Linked DNA regions of Mus musculus: all the other regions are linked to region 2. Evidence: chromatin contacts called from public promoter capture Hi-C data. All regions are on one chromosome and are shown on one strand. Each heading gives the region's core, a stretch centred on a gene start, on an enhancer-like site or on the middle of the called end of the contact. The rest is flanking DNA. Distances are from core to core; before and after follow the strand shown. Region 1 holds the start of 4933432I09Rik (RIKEN cDNA 4933432I09 gene). Region 2 holds the start of Smpd4 (sphingomyelin phosphodiesterase 4). Region 3 holds the start of Zdhhc8 (zinc finger, DHHC domain containing 8).

Evidence for each region. Promoter capture Hi-C pulls out the DNA fragments that hold promoters and counts their contacts.
Region 1: a contact with region 2 is called in a promoter capture Hi-C map of liver, with 4 times the contacts expected there. The contact joins the promoter of 4933432I09Rik here to the promoter of Smpd4 in region 2. A contact is called at or near these places in 2 of 39 promoter capture datasets (both in liver).
Region 3: a contact with region 2 is called in a promoter capture Hi-C map of liver, with 5 times the contacts expected there. The contact joins the promoter of Zdhhc8 here to the promoter of Smpd4 in region 2. A contact is called at or near these places in 2 of 39 promoter capture datasets (cranial neural crest and liver), 1 of 484 Hi-C or Micro-C datasets (CD8 T cells) and 2 of 115 datasets of contacts at active chromatin or transcription factors (fetal liver and memory CD8 T cells).

The regions. Positions count from the first base shown.
Region 1 is chr16:18,211,667-18,215,794 of GRCm38.p6, forward strand. 4933432I09Rik (RIKEN cDNA 4933432I09 gene) reads right to left here and starts at 2,197. Exons shown (of 3, transcript NR_015575.1): 1 at 2,171-2,197. It also overlaps a transcript of Ccdc188 not described here.
Region 2 is chr16:17,617,408-17,621,394 of GRCm38.p6, forward strand. Smpd4 (sphingomyelin phosphodiesterase 4) reads left to right here and starts at 1,947. Exons shown (of 19, transcript NM_001164610.1): 1 at 1,947-2,027.
Region 3 is chr16:18,233,830-18,238,286 of GRCm38.p6, forward strand. It overlaps Zdhhc8 (zinc finger, DHHC domain containing 8), which reads right to left and starts at 1,307. Exons shown (of 11, transcript NM_172151.4): 1 at 1,078-1,307. The coding sequence starts at 1,181.

The DNA.
Region 1 (4,128 bases), core at 947-3,446, 590 kb after region 2:
CTTTGACCTCTGGAGTTGAGAATTCCCAGAAGACCTCAAGGACCCAGCCCACCTAGTGCCCTCTTTGCGGGGATAAGACACAGAGACAGGATCTCACTGTGCTAAGCAATAAAAAAAGGAGCGCCCTCAAACCAGTGAGAGCTGTGACCACATGGCTACCCGTCATGGAAACCACAGATCCAAGTGGGGGTGGATGCTTTGTGTCTGATCTGTCCGTGGCACAAGTTTCTGCCTGGCAGACTCTTCAATTTCTTCCTAGCCTGTCGACCCTGGGTGCTGGCTCCCACCCAAGTATCTGTGCCTGGTGCAGGGTTGAGGCACCATCTGGTGGCAAGTCTGGGAACTGCAGTCTACTCCTGCTCTGCCTGCCATCAGCATCGAAGCCAGGAGCCAGCTTTTGGCAGCTTAAAGTGATCTCTCTCATTTGTTCACAGTCCCACTTTAACCTGAGGGTCTTTATGTCATCAGGATACAGAAATAGGCCTTTGGAGTTTATAGCCTGGCACTGTTGCCTGCGCTGACAGGTAGGCCAGTATCTATCAAGAGTGGGGTCAGATAGAATACAACAGGAAAGATAAGAACCCAGGTTCTAGCCCCAGTAAGGTGAACTGGTACTGACCGCCAGGCAGCCCATTCATGCTGACTTTCTGGACACCACTGTCCATCTGGAAGTAACAAGAGACGAGATCTGACTCCTAAGAAAGGAGAGGGTCCTCAGCTTGGGCAGGGGTGCTTACGCTCAGCAGCCTAGTGGAGCACAGCATGGCGGTCAGCAGGCCACCTCCCAGTACAAGGCCTCAGAGCCCCCGACATCCTGAAATGATGGCTGTCTACTGGGACTGTGTCTTTCACAAGGGTTGTCTTTAGCACTCTTACTGTCTTTCTGACTGTTAAAGTTAAAAATACGAGTGGCCAAGAGCACTGACCGCTCTTCCAGAGGCCATGACTTCAAATCCCAGCAACCACACAGTGGCTCACAACCATCTCCAATGGGATCCAGTGCCCTCTTCTGGTGTGTCTAAAGACAGCTACAGTGTACTCACATAAAATAGATAAATCATTTTTTAAAAAAAATATGAGCAGTGGCTTCCAGAGAGTGACCACAGAAGAGAGGAGCAAACAGCCTGTCACCACATACATTCTAGGAGCAGAAAGTCCATGTCCAGTACTGAGCGCCCCATGGGTGTGCCTTTCCTCCAAGAGCTTCAACCTCTGGAGCTGGGAATTCCTAGAAGACCTCAAGGACCCAGCCCACCTAGTGCCCTCTTTGTGGGGATAAGACATGGAGACAGGATTTTACTGTGCATCCTAGGTTGGCCTCAAACTCATGGCAATCCTCCTGCTCTAGCCTTACAAAATCCTGATACACACAAGCATGAAGTAGCATGCCTAGCTCTGAGACCTTCTTTTGCCCACACCATGGTCTCAGGACCCTGCTTGCTCTGCACTCCCCACTCCCTGCAGACTGGAGAAGGCCGAGAAGGTCACACAGCTCTCAGAAACTCATGTCTACTTTGCCAGGAACAGAGAGGCCTAGCAGCCCCTACCTTCTGGCCCTGGGGTGACTTCATCACACAGACCACTTCATCCCTCATCTGCCCCTCTGCCACCTGGAAGGTCACAGGCTGTGACTCAGAGCCAAGTGTCATCTTGCCTCTCTAACAGAGCAAAGGAGAGTTCATGCCTAGGCCATACCCTAGGTCCTGGGTAGGAGATGAAAGGACTGGGCAGAGTCCTGGATGACAGGGTAATAATCCCAAGGCCACTCCAGGAATGCCTGTGAAACCCCAGACACATTCATCCAGGTTCTGTAGGATCCTCTAGTCCTACGCAGGGTGCTTTGGGGCTGCAAGTGGAGAACAGACTAGGTGGGTAAGGGCCAGAAGCCCAGGTTAAAAATACAGAAATGAGAATCTCTCATGGGTGTGGCTGGCTCTATGACTCTGAGTTCTACTCAGGCCCTGTAATGAGCATGGGTCATTGAGTGTCAAGGCCATAGTAAGGAGAGTAGAATCTGCCCATTTAGCCCCTGACTTCATCTCAGGCCAGCTGTAGGCAAGCGGCTCTGGATAACATAGCCTGTCCTCTCTCCTCTCCTCAGCATCCCCTAGGCACCAGCCGGGCTGGGGGGAAGGGTGGTGTGAGTGTGTCTGGATAGCTAGCCCCTTACCACCACTTCAGGCTCCTCAAGGCCATCTGGGTGTCATGGCAACATGGGCAGGAAGCGGCTGCCATGGCAACTGGTGTCCAGGGAAATGCGCTGCCTAGCAACAGGGGCTAGGGCCACTCTAGCTCCTCACAGCACACTCTAGTGTCCCACACTCTCTGTGTGTCTTCGAGTCTGCATCATCCTAGCACTCCCACCCAGTGCAGCCTCGGGGCTCCACACAGACCCTCACCCAACCCAACACACCAATCTGTAGGGTATTTAACATGCTAGCACAGCTCATGCTCATGCGGAACCAGCTACACGGCAGACCTGGGGCTCTTCTCTCCTACTAGACTCCCTCACCTCTCAGGACTCTCTGGAGATCAAGAGCATACAAGGACCGTGGAAAAGGGGGAGGCGTCTTCGGGGCTGTCTGAAAGAAACCAGCCTTCCAGATAGGGCACAGCCCAACAAAGGTAAGGTGATCAGAGAACATTGGGTTTCGGGTTAAGGTAGGCACCTAAGGTCTCAGAACATATGAGCACCTGAAGTGCCCTCAGTCCTTCCACGGCTGCTCAGTAACTGTAGCCCACGCTGAGCACTTGGAGCTGTGACCTGAGGATCCTAGCCTGCAGCCTTTGTGTGGTACTAACAGGACAGCATCCTGAGTATCTACTGGGCCCTTACCAAGTCTGGAGACTCAGAATATAGAACAAAGACACCACGACCACCACTGTCAGCTACTCAGGGCCTTTGCTGAAGCCACCCCATTCCAAAGCCATCCAAGGGCCTTCCTGGGCTCCCACCTCTGAGATCATCATATCCTGGTAACCATGAAACCCCAGAAAGAAACCAACAGGCAGAGGGCTTAGAAGCCCCTCCAGGGACCAGAGTGGGCAGCTTCTGAGTGCCGTAGGGCATGCTGGGGCAATTCCAGGCCTCTCCTCTAGTGTGACTGCCAGCCTCAGTCTGTACTGAGTGTAGAGATGCATCCCATACTGGAAAAATGCAGGACTCCAGCTTGTGTGCCAGCTGGGCCCCACCGGAGCTCTCATTGTAGCGCACACCAGCTCCTCCGCCACAGGTTTCAGTGGCCCCTGATGGGTATTCATTCCAGGTCTGCAAGACAACAGGAGACCGGCCGTTAGTCTGTAAGGGACTTCAGCAAACTGAAAGCGGGACTCAGCTAACTCGGGATACAAGTGGCTGGGAAGCAGGAACTGGCTGCAGACAAGCTTGGACTCCAGTACTGATTATGGCAGCTGTCAACAGAATTCCTTGGCAAACTCCCTAGGTCTCATCATTCCAGATACCAGAGCTGGAGCAGTGATATGCATGGCAAGAGGCCCTCCTGCTTCAACCTGGACCTCCCTATGGTTTAACAGAAAAAAAAAATACCTTTTAGCTTTCTGAACTCCTTCATAAACAGAGATAGAAAAAAAAAAACCCCAAACAGGTTTTTATTTGAAGAGTATCTGCTGGGAAGTGATCAAGAATAAAGGAAAACAGAACCAAAGAACCATAAGGGGAAAAGAAAAAGTCGTCATCAAAAGGTCTTGTCCTTCTCCAAAACCGCTGCATCCTAAAAAAAAAAAAAGAACAGGGTACCTTGAAAAGGAAGAGGCACTGAGGGGCTCACAGTGACCTCCAGCGATGAAAAAGTATGACCAGTGAGATTCAAACTTGTCAAAAAAAAATCCTCATGTGTTACATAATCCTTTGGTCAATTATAGGCAATATGTGCTCCCATAAGAATCATAAGAATGCATAATAGGACGGAGGGGCAGGAGAAGGGGAGCTGTGATGGGGTGTAAAGTAAGTGACTTAATTTTAAAACATCAGTATTCCTCAGACAGACAGACAATATTTAATACCAAGGATGGAAGAATAATTCAGCGGTAGATGCCTGCTTATCATGTGCAAAGCCCTGGGTGTCATGCTCATCACTGCTAAGAAAATGTCACATCAACTACTTATGC
Region 2 (3,987 bases), core at 697-3,196:
GGCAGAGACATGGACACAAAGTCATTAGCTGCTACTGAGCACACACGTCAGGAAGGAGGCGAGGGGAGCCAGGGTAAGATTCAGCAAGTCTGCCAAAAACAAATGCAGTATTCAGTGAGTCCTGTGGCATTCAGGGCAGACCTGTTCCAAGACTTGTCCAAGACTTGTCCACTGTGGCTATCTGGGTCATGGTCCTGAAAACCTAGCCTTTAATCCCATCACCCTGAAGGCAGAGTTTGAAGCCTGCCTGGTCTACATAGTGAGTTCCAGAAAAGAAACAAAACAAAACCCATAAAACAACAACACCAAAACAAAACAACAACAACAAAAATAAAGTGGGGAGCTGGGTGGTGGTGGCACATGCCTTTAATCCCAGTACTCGGGAGGCAGAGGCAGGCAGATTTCTGACTTCGAGGCCAGCCTGGTCTACAGAGTGAGTTCCAGGACAGCCAGGGCTACACAGAGAAACCCTGTCTCGAAAAAACAAAAAAGAAAAAGAAAAGGAAAGGTATGGGAACAGAAAAATAAATATAAATATTTGGGACAAGAGAGGAAGAGAGAGAGAGAGAGAGAGAGAGAGAGAGAGAGAGAGAGAACATGGACAGAGTATGTATCGTGCTGTGGTGGGGCTTTTTCAGAGTAGCAGATGAGATTTGGAAGAGTTCCAAAGCAGGCGTGTCTGCAGGGACTTGCAACCTGCCCAAGTCCATGCAGCCCATCTCCTTGGTGCTCAGCACCTTTTTCCCTTCATGCCCAGCTTTTGCAGCGTGGCCTCCCCCAGACCTGTGAAAGCCCTGAGTCTAGCCTCTGTCAGTCGAGCACCCTGAAAAAGGTGAGTGTTGGGCCCGCGTACCTCCTCCACTTCCCTCTCCCGCCTCTTCCCCTGACCACCACTCCCCACCCCAATTCCCTTCCACCCTGCAGAATTCGCTGCAGTCTAGCAGGTGAGGAGCCTCCACAGCGCCAGCTACTGGCCACCTCTTTCCTTGCCAGGCCCTGCAGCTCCCAGTCTGTAGCGGCTCCAACAACCCAGGGCAAGCATCCCGAGAGGTTTTTACATACTTGCTTGACTTGTTCTGAGTGCTTAATGTGAATAGGGCAGTATGTTAGCCATGGGAATGGTGTGGTGGAAAGCTGTCCGCTGCCTGACGATCAGATCCCTGATAGACGGATTTAGGTAGCAGCACCCAGAACCGTGCCTGGCATATGCTGGGTACTTGGTAAATCCTGTTGGATGATGGGTATTTAGGATTGCATGTACTTATCTATTTTGTGCAGGTTTCTTCCTTGAAGCACTCTTTAAGGGCTCTAAAAAAACAACTTTTAAAATTTTTATTAGCTTAAGAAGTATGAGGATTTTTGTTTTGTTTTCGAGACAGGGTTTATGTAGCCCTGATTGTCCTAGAACTCACCCTGAAGACCAAGCTGGCCTCAGAATCACAGAGATCTGCCTGCCTGCCTCTGCCTCCCTAGTGATGGGATTAAAGGCGTGTGCTGCCACCAACACCTGGTTTATTGGGGGTGGGGGTGTTATTTGTGTACTTGTATATTTGTTGGTTCTTAACCAGGAAGAATTCTTTCAAAGAAGTTTCAATTATTGATTGCTTGATTGTTTGTCTTTTCAAGACAGGGTTTCTCTGTGTAATCCTGGCTATCTTGAACCTCTGGCTTTGAACTCAAGAGATCTGCCTGCCTCTGCCTCCAGAACGCATGGATTAAAAGCGTGTGTCACCAGGGCAACAACCTCTTTCTAGAAACTTTTCATTTCATGTAGTCCCATTTTAATTCTCCAGGCTATTTCTGTGTCAGTGAAGTACAGTGTTGAAAAGTCTTGCCTATATCTATTTTTCTAGACGCGTATTCCTGTTGTCTTCTGTATTTCAGACCTTACTTTGATCCTCTCGGATTCCCGCCAAACTAAGGGGGCGTGGCACCCGGCGCAGCTTGATGACGACATTAGGCGCCGAGTGTCCGAATGGCGGCTCCCTTCTCTGAGAAGCTCGAGATTTGTGCTATCAGCACGGCAGGTGAGTGGCGGGAGCCGCGCGCGAGGCAGCCCAGCACCGTGCGGTTTTCTCGGGTCCCCGCCGAGGCTGGCTCCGTTCCTCCTCGAGCTGTGGGGGACTTGGGCCTCCCGACAGCTCGGCCTGTACGGGGCCGGCCGGGAGCCCAGGGCCCGGCTGCAACCTCACGCCGCTCTCCAGGGTCATGGCTTTCTGCCGCCTTCCTGCGTGGTCCTCGCAGACGGTCCGGGTAGGGGGTGGATGAACGCTCGATGTGAGAGTTGAGGGAGGGGGACTTGGAGGGAAAGTTGAACCTTGGGCTCAGCTAGCGATGTTTGGTAGTAGAACTCGTTGTGGGTTTAGGTTCTACCTTGCGACTTTCCCGAGCCTCAGTTTCCTCCTCTGTAATGTAATAGGGTAGTCTCGAAACTTTGGAGGTATAGGAAGTTGTGATCAACAAATGAGGGCACGCCGCAGCTTCTCAGAGTCAGCCGAGGGAGTTCTTGACAGTGGCGCGCTAAGCTTGGCTGGAGTTCGTAGTCATTAGAAACCTCAAAAACAGTCGCAAGCAGTTCTTGAAGAAAGTGGACTTTGAGGGGTCGACCGAAGCAAAGGCCTTCGGCACTGCATGCACGCTGGCTTCGGGCGTGGGTGACAGGGCCTAAAAGCAAGAGTATCAGTGTCGTTGCCCTATTCGTGGAATCGTGGAAAGACCTTCGTTAGACATCTCTGATTTTTCAACTGTCTGCTTCTTCTGAGGAGAGAGTTGACTTCTTGTCTCCTTTAGATCTCTGCCCTTATCGAGTAGTCCACAATTTTATGCTGCCCTGATCATTTCATGGTAGTTTGCAATGTAGGTCAGGACTGAAACATTTTCAGTTTTCCTTAACACTGAGACTGAATTAAGAATTGGAAAAAAAAAAACAAAACAAAACCCAAAACCTAAGAATTGTTTCTCTTGCCACATGGCAAAGATTGGTGGTCTTTCAAAACCACAACTGCCTTAAACTCCTACTGTCTGGCTTCTCTCCTTGCAGACTGGCATTGCCAGCTTAGCACCTTTTCTCCTGTAGTGAGCAGGGCTGAGACAGAAAAGCTATCACTAGTCCATCGGTGGCACACAGTAGGCTCTCTGCTCTTTCCAGCTCTTGATTGTTTTGTGTTTCTTACCATAGGCACTGGGAGGTAGGAAGCTGCAGGGCTATGCCTAATTTTTGGTGGTGAGTTCAAATTCTTCCTTCATAGAACTTCTTCATTTGTCGCAAGAAGCACACATTACTTGCTTCACCCTTCTCTTACAGACACGAGATTTGTAAGGAGTTTGCTAGACTCTTGGCTCTGCTGATTGCTAGGTGGGTGCTGAGAAGTCTTTTGCTGTTTTTTACCCTTGTTTCCTGATTTGCATCAGCCTTGTGGGCTGTGAAGATGTATTTCCTAGTGGTGCTTTACCTAGCCCCCTTTGTGTTTGTTTTCCCATAGTCACATAGTGACCAGTTCAGGCAGGCACTAGGGTATTAGAAGGTCCAGATCAAGACTTGCTTTAATCTTCAGGCTCTAGGGAAGAATATGATTCCAGGCTTATTCAAGATGCTGCCAGAATCCAGTTTCTTTGAGGTCTTGAATTCTTGCTAAGCTATGCTCTATGTCTTAAAGTCCACTGACATTGTACTGTAGTTGGTTCTTTTAAAGTCTCTTTAGAATAGCACTTAGATGAGTGTTTGATTGAATTGACAAGCAAGAAGAGTCTTGGGGGTTAGTCAGGAATTCTGCCTGTTGCTGGTGATTAGGTAAGGAAATAAATGAAAAGCTCTTAGTGTCATCCTGGCATCTAACAAGTGCTATAGAAGCATTATCAAGGAGTTGCCACCACAAAGCTAGTTCTGAAGCTGGCTACTGTGATCTGTATGAGTTTGCATTTTAAAAATCAAAGGAATATGTGATGTAATTTGTGCTGAGTTCAAATGTTCTCCTGGGCATCCTGAAA
Region 3 (4,457 bases), core at 57-2,556, 620 kb after region 2:
AAACTTTGATTCCCATATTGCATGTCTTAATTTTAGAGTTATGTTAAAAGACATCGAAATGTCCCTGTGACACCCTCTCTGCACTGAAACAGAACCCCACTCAAGACCTCTGGAAGACCGAATTTTCCAAGATATGTCCCCTCCAGTCTTAGCTCCCCAAGCCCTTCCTTAGTCCACAATCCACAACATCTGAGTGACAAGAACACAGACTTTCCCTGGAGCCAGAAATAAGCCCGTCCACACAGGCCTTTTTTAAACTTGCTCTTTGCAGCCAGTGGCACATACCCAACCCCAGCCTCCAGGTAAGGACTCTCCTCCCACAACAGGCACTGAATTCAGACTCCTACAAAGGCTGCTATATGTTTCTACAAAGTGGAAAGGGTGGCTCAGGCTCACTTACACCTGGGGCTGTCACACCTGGAAACAAATGGCCATCCCTTTGGTCACCTGAGTTGTGTCAAGGCTTTGGAATTGTAGAAAGAAACGAGTGGTCCGAGATTCAGAACCCCATGACCTATGAGCCAGCCCGGGGTAAGAAATTGAGGCTGCCTAGTGCCAGGCTGGCAAAGAGTGCTCCCTCCCCACGACTGGCAGCCTAGCCTCTGAGGTCTTTTGTGCTCCAGACTTAGAAGTGTAGGATAGAAGCCTCTCAGTGTTGTGTTCAGGGAGGGCTGAGGGCCTTGAGTAGGCTGTAGTGGCCAGTCACGGCTGTGGGGCAGGCCACACCTACGCTGAGAAACACAGAAATAAGTTGATTTTACATGCTGGCCGCGACGAGGGGGCTCACAGCTCCTACTCCCCCCCTCCCCCTAGGAAGGTTGGTGTCTGTAGGTGACACGCGTCCCCCTTCAAAGCCCCGAGGGAATGAAAGGCTGCAACCACACCCAGGGCCTGCTAGAACGCTCAGAGGCAGGCATTCACCTGTCCGTGCTCCGGGGACGCAGCCCCTCGCCGCAACCTGCTAATCCGCCCAGCCCACCGCCGCCCCCGTGGGGCACGTGCGCCCCTTCGGCTCCCACCCCCAACCTCCCTACCCCCACCCGCTGCTACCAGGCTCTGGACCCGGCGCCGACTCACGTGAATACGAAGAAGAGTGTGCTGGAACCAACCAACAGCGCGGCGGCCGTGGCCACCGGGATGTACTTGGCGGGTTTGAGGCGCGTCCCGGGGCTGCGGGGCATCCTGGGCGCCGCGCCGCCGCATCCCTCCCCGGGCCGGGCGGGCGGGGCCGGCCGGGTCGGGCCGGGGTCGGGCGCGCGGGCTGGACGCGGCGCAGGATCCGCCGCAGCGGCAGTGGAGGAAATCCCACCCCACGGGCGGCGGCGGCGCGCTGATGTCAGCGCGCCCCTTAAGGTGGACCCGGCGGCAGGGCCGCGGCGGGGGCGGGCTGAGGGTGGAGCGCCGGGCGGCCAACTCCTCTTTTGCGGGGTAGCCCGACACCCCACGCACGCGCAGCGCCCATCTGGACCGACAGGACAACGGAAAGCATGTTCTTTTTCTCTTTCTTGTCTGTCTCTTCCTTTCTTTCCTTTTTTTTTTTTTCCTTGCTACCGCAGGCCCTAACCCGGGAGCTCTCTTGGGCCTACATGCTCTCCAATCACAGTCCCGGGACAGGCTGAAGGTCCCCTGGCAGTCACTGGGGTGTGAGCGAGATTTCTATGACAAGGTAGGGGTATCATGGCTATCCAAACCTTAGCCAGTTCTCAGCCCTCCACACACTAAGAGTTAGGTCACCGAGTTCCTCTGTGTCCTGGCTCAGGCCGCAGGCTTGATTGAGGCCGTGTGTAAGAGACCTAGGAACGCCTTCGGAAAGCTGGTGTCCTAGGGAAAGTGACTGAACCCTGCTCTGGCCTTGACTAGAAAGGCTGCGCATGCTCACCACCCACCCGCGAGCAAGCCCACCTGCCCGCGCCAGGACGCAGCTGTTTAAGGTGGACCGGCCCTCCAAGGATGCTGCAGGCATCTGCATTGGCTTCCCCTAGCAGATCAGTTTTAATGTTTTGAGTAAGAACATGGTCAAACCCCACTGCTTGCCTTAGCCACTCCACAAGGCAGCAACATTTACTTTGGAAGCTTATTCAGGGCCTGAACAGGGTGCTGGCTGACGATTCCCCCAGAGCCGCCCCCAGTCCGGAGGCTCTTCTCCATCGTCCACCCCTCCCCAGACCAAGATAGTGGGAGCCTTCTTCCCTTGGTTGTTGCTATCTCCTTCTGTAGAGCCATAACCCAGAGTCCTTCAGCCACCTCCTCCCTACAACACTGCTTGTAGGCCTGGGACTCCTTGGCTCGCCCACAGCTCAGGGTCGAGTGCCTTAATGTAGAAACAGCTTTTCAACAGCATAAACAGTGATAGATTTTCTCTCAGATTTCTGTCCTGTTGGTCATTCCATGCCAGAAGACGTAGCTCAGGGTCTTCCAGCGTTGGTAAGATAGCAGTGATGTGACCTCACAGTGGAGAGCAGAGTGGATACAAACTCCTTTCCGCTCTCAGGTAAGTAAGTATCCAGCTGGCCCTCTGCATTAGGCACACAGTTCAGTTAAATTCGCCCGACTTTAATCTTGTCCTACAGCCCCTAACATAGAACGCTCAGAACCTCTAGGGCCTCTAGGGCCCACAGGAGGCTCCACGACTCACAGCTCCCCCACTGCAGAGTTCCTTTGGGATTAAGTCTACTCTCATGTTATATGTAGGGTACCAAGGCAGCCACACTACTGCCACAGTCTTGTAGGAAAATAGCAAACACTGGTCGTGGAGAGTCCAAAACAGTTTTAGGTGGGGCAGATGTAGCTGCTGAGGCCAGAGCCCAGAGTGATATGGTACCTTTCTTCCTGAATAGGGCTGGCAAGGCAGCAGGGAGCCACTGGAACACACAGCCTAGGAGAGCCGCAGAGGGCCTGAAACAGGAATGTAGAGTGGCAGCCAGCACAGCAGAGGGACTGAGATGGAGGTATAAAGCAGCACTCCCCACAACGGTGCTGACTTTCCATGCTTTCAGCTACCCACAACCCAGTTATTAAATAGAAGTCCATAAATAATTCAGATTTGTGTACGATTAGCCGGGTGTGGTGACTCATGTAATACCAGCTCTTGGAAGAGTGAGACATGGAGACTACCAGCCTTGGCTACACAGTGAAACTCATCTCAAAAACTAAAAAGCTGGGTGTGGTGGTACATATCTTTAATCCCAGCACTGGAGAGGCAGAGATAAGTGGATCTTAAGTTTGAGGCCAGCCTGGTCTACATAGTGAGTTCTAGGCTAGCCAAGCTATGTAACAAGAAACTAAAATGGTCAGGATGCAGCAGTTTGGTAGAATGCTGGCCTATTAAGGCACGGCACCACAGGGCTTAGAAGGATCTTAAATTCAAGGTTATCCTCAGCTACACAGCCAGTTCAGGGCCACCAGCCTGGGCTATGAGGCTATCTCACACTAACCATTTAATAACTATACTATGCTGCTCTCATCAGCCTTGGGTGTGAACTCCTCAGCTTCCCTATTTCCTCATTTGACACGCTGTAGCTTTCTTGTCTCAGTATCCCCAAAGTGCAGCAGTAGTGATGCCAGAGGCCCTGTGAAGCGAACTTAGGAACCTGTGCTGAGGTTGCTAAGCCCTATAGTAAGGTACAATATCCCTGATTCTATTGCAGTGTATCTGGCTTCATTACTCTGAACCTTCCACTATGTCAACTTCCAAACTTGCCACAGGTGTGTATGCACAGTAACACACAGGGCTTGGCACCCCCTTAAGTTTACAGCATCTACTGGGAGTCTTGGAATGCCCCCATGGATAAGATATATCTGTTTCTTTTATCTTTTCTTCTTCTTCTTCTTCTTTTTTTTTTTTTTTTGGTTTTTCGAGACAGGGTTTCTCTGTATAGCCCTGGCTGTCCTGGAACTCACTTTGTAGAACAGGCTGGCCTCAAACTCAGAAATCCACCTGCCTCTGCCTCCCGAGTGCTGGGATTAAAGGCGTGCACCACCACGCTCACTACATCTGTTTCTTACAGTCTTAAAACCTGTTAAGACTCCACCCTACTTGGCTCAGTCTCTGCGTCAGGATATAATACCAGGCTAGTTACCTGTTGATGTCCTTCCTCCAAACTATTGTCAATGGGGCACTCAAGACTTGAAGCAATGCATGTCTTCCTTGGCTACACCATCTATAGTATGAACCACTTCCTTGAATGTACATCAGAATACAACCTGAGCACAGGACAGCAGTGTCCCTTAGCCAGTTTGTATTTGCAGAATAGAAGGAAACCTTCTGGGTCTGAGTCCAGGATTTATGCCATGAGAGCCATCACAGCCATCCTCCTCTATTGCAGATACATGGGGAGAAATGCCAAACACTGGTCATAGGAAGAGACGTCCTACTTATAAAGTCCTCTCCCTAAGGGCATTTACCCCACTCAAAGGTTCATTTGCCTGTTACTACAAGGTAAAGGGTACTTGAACCT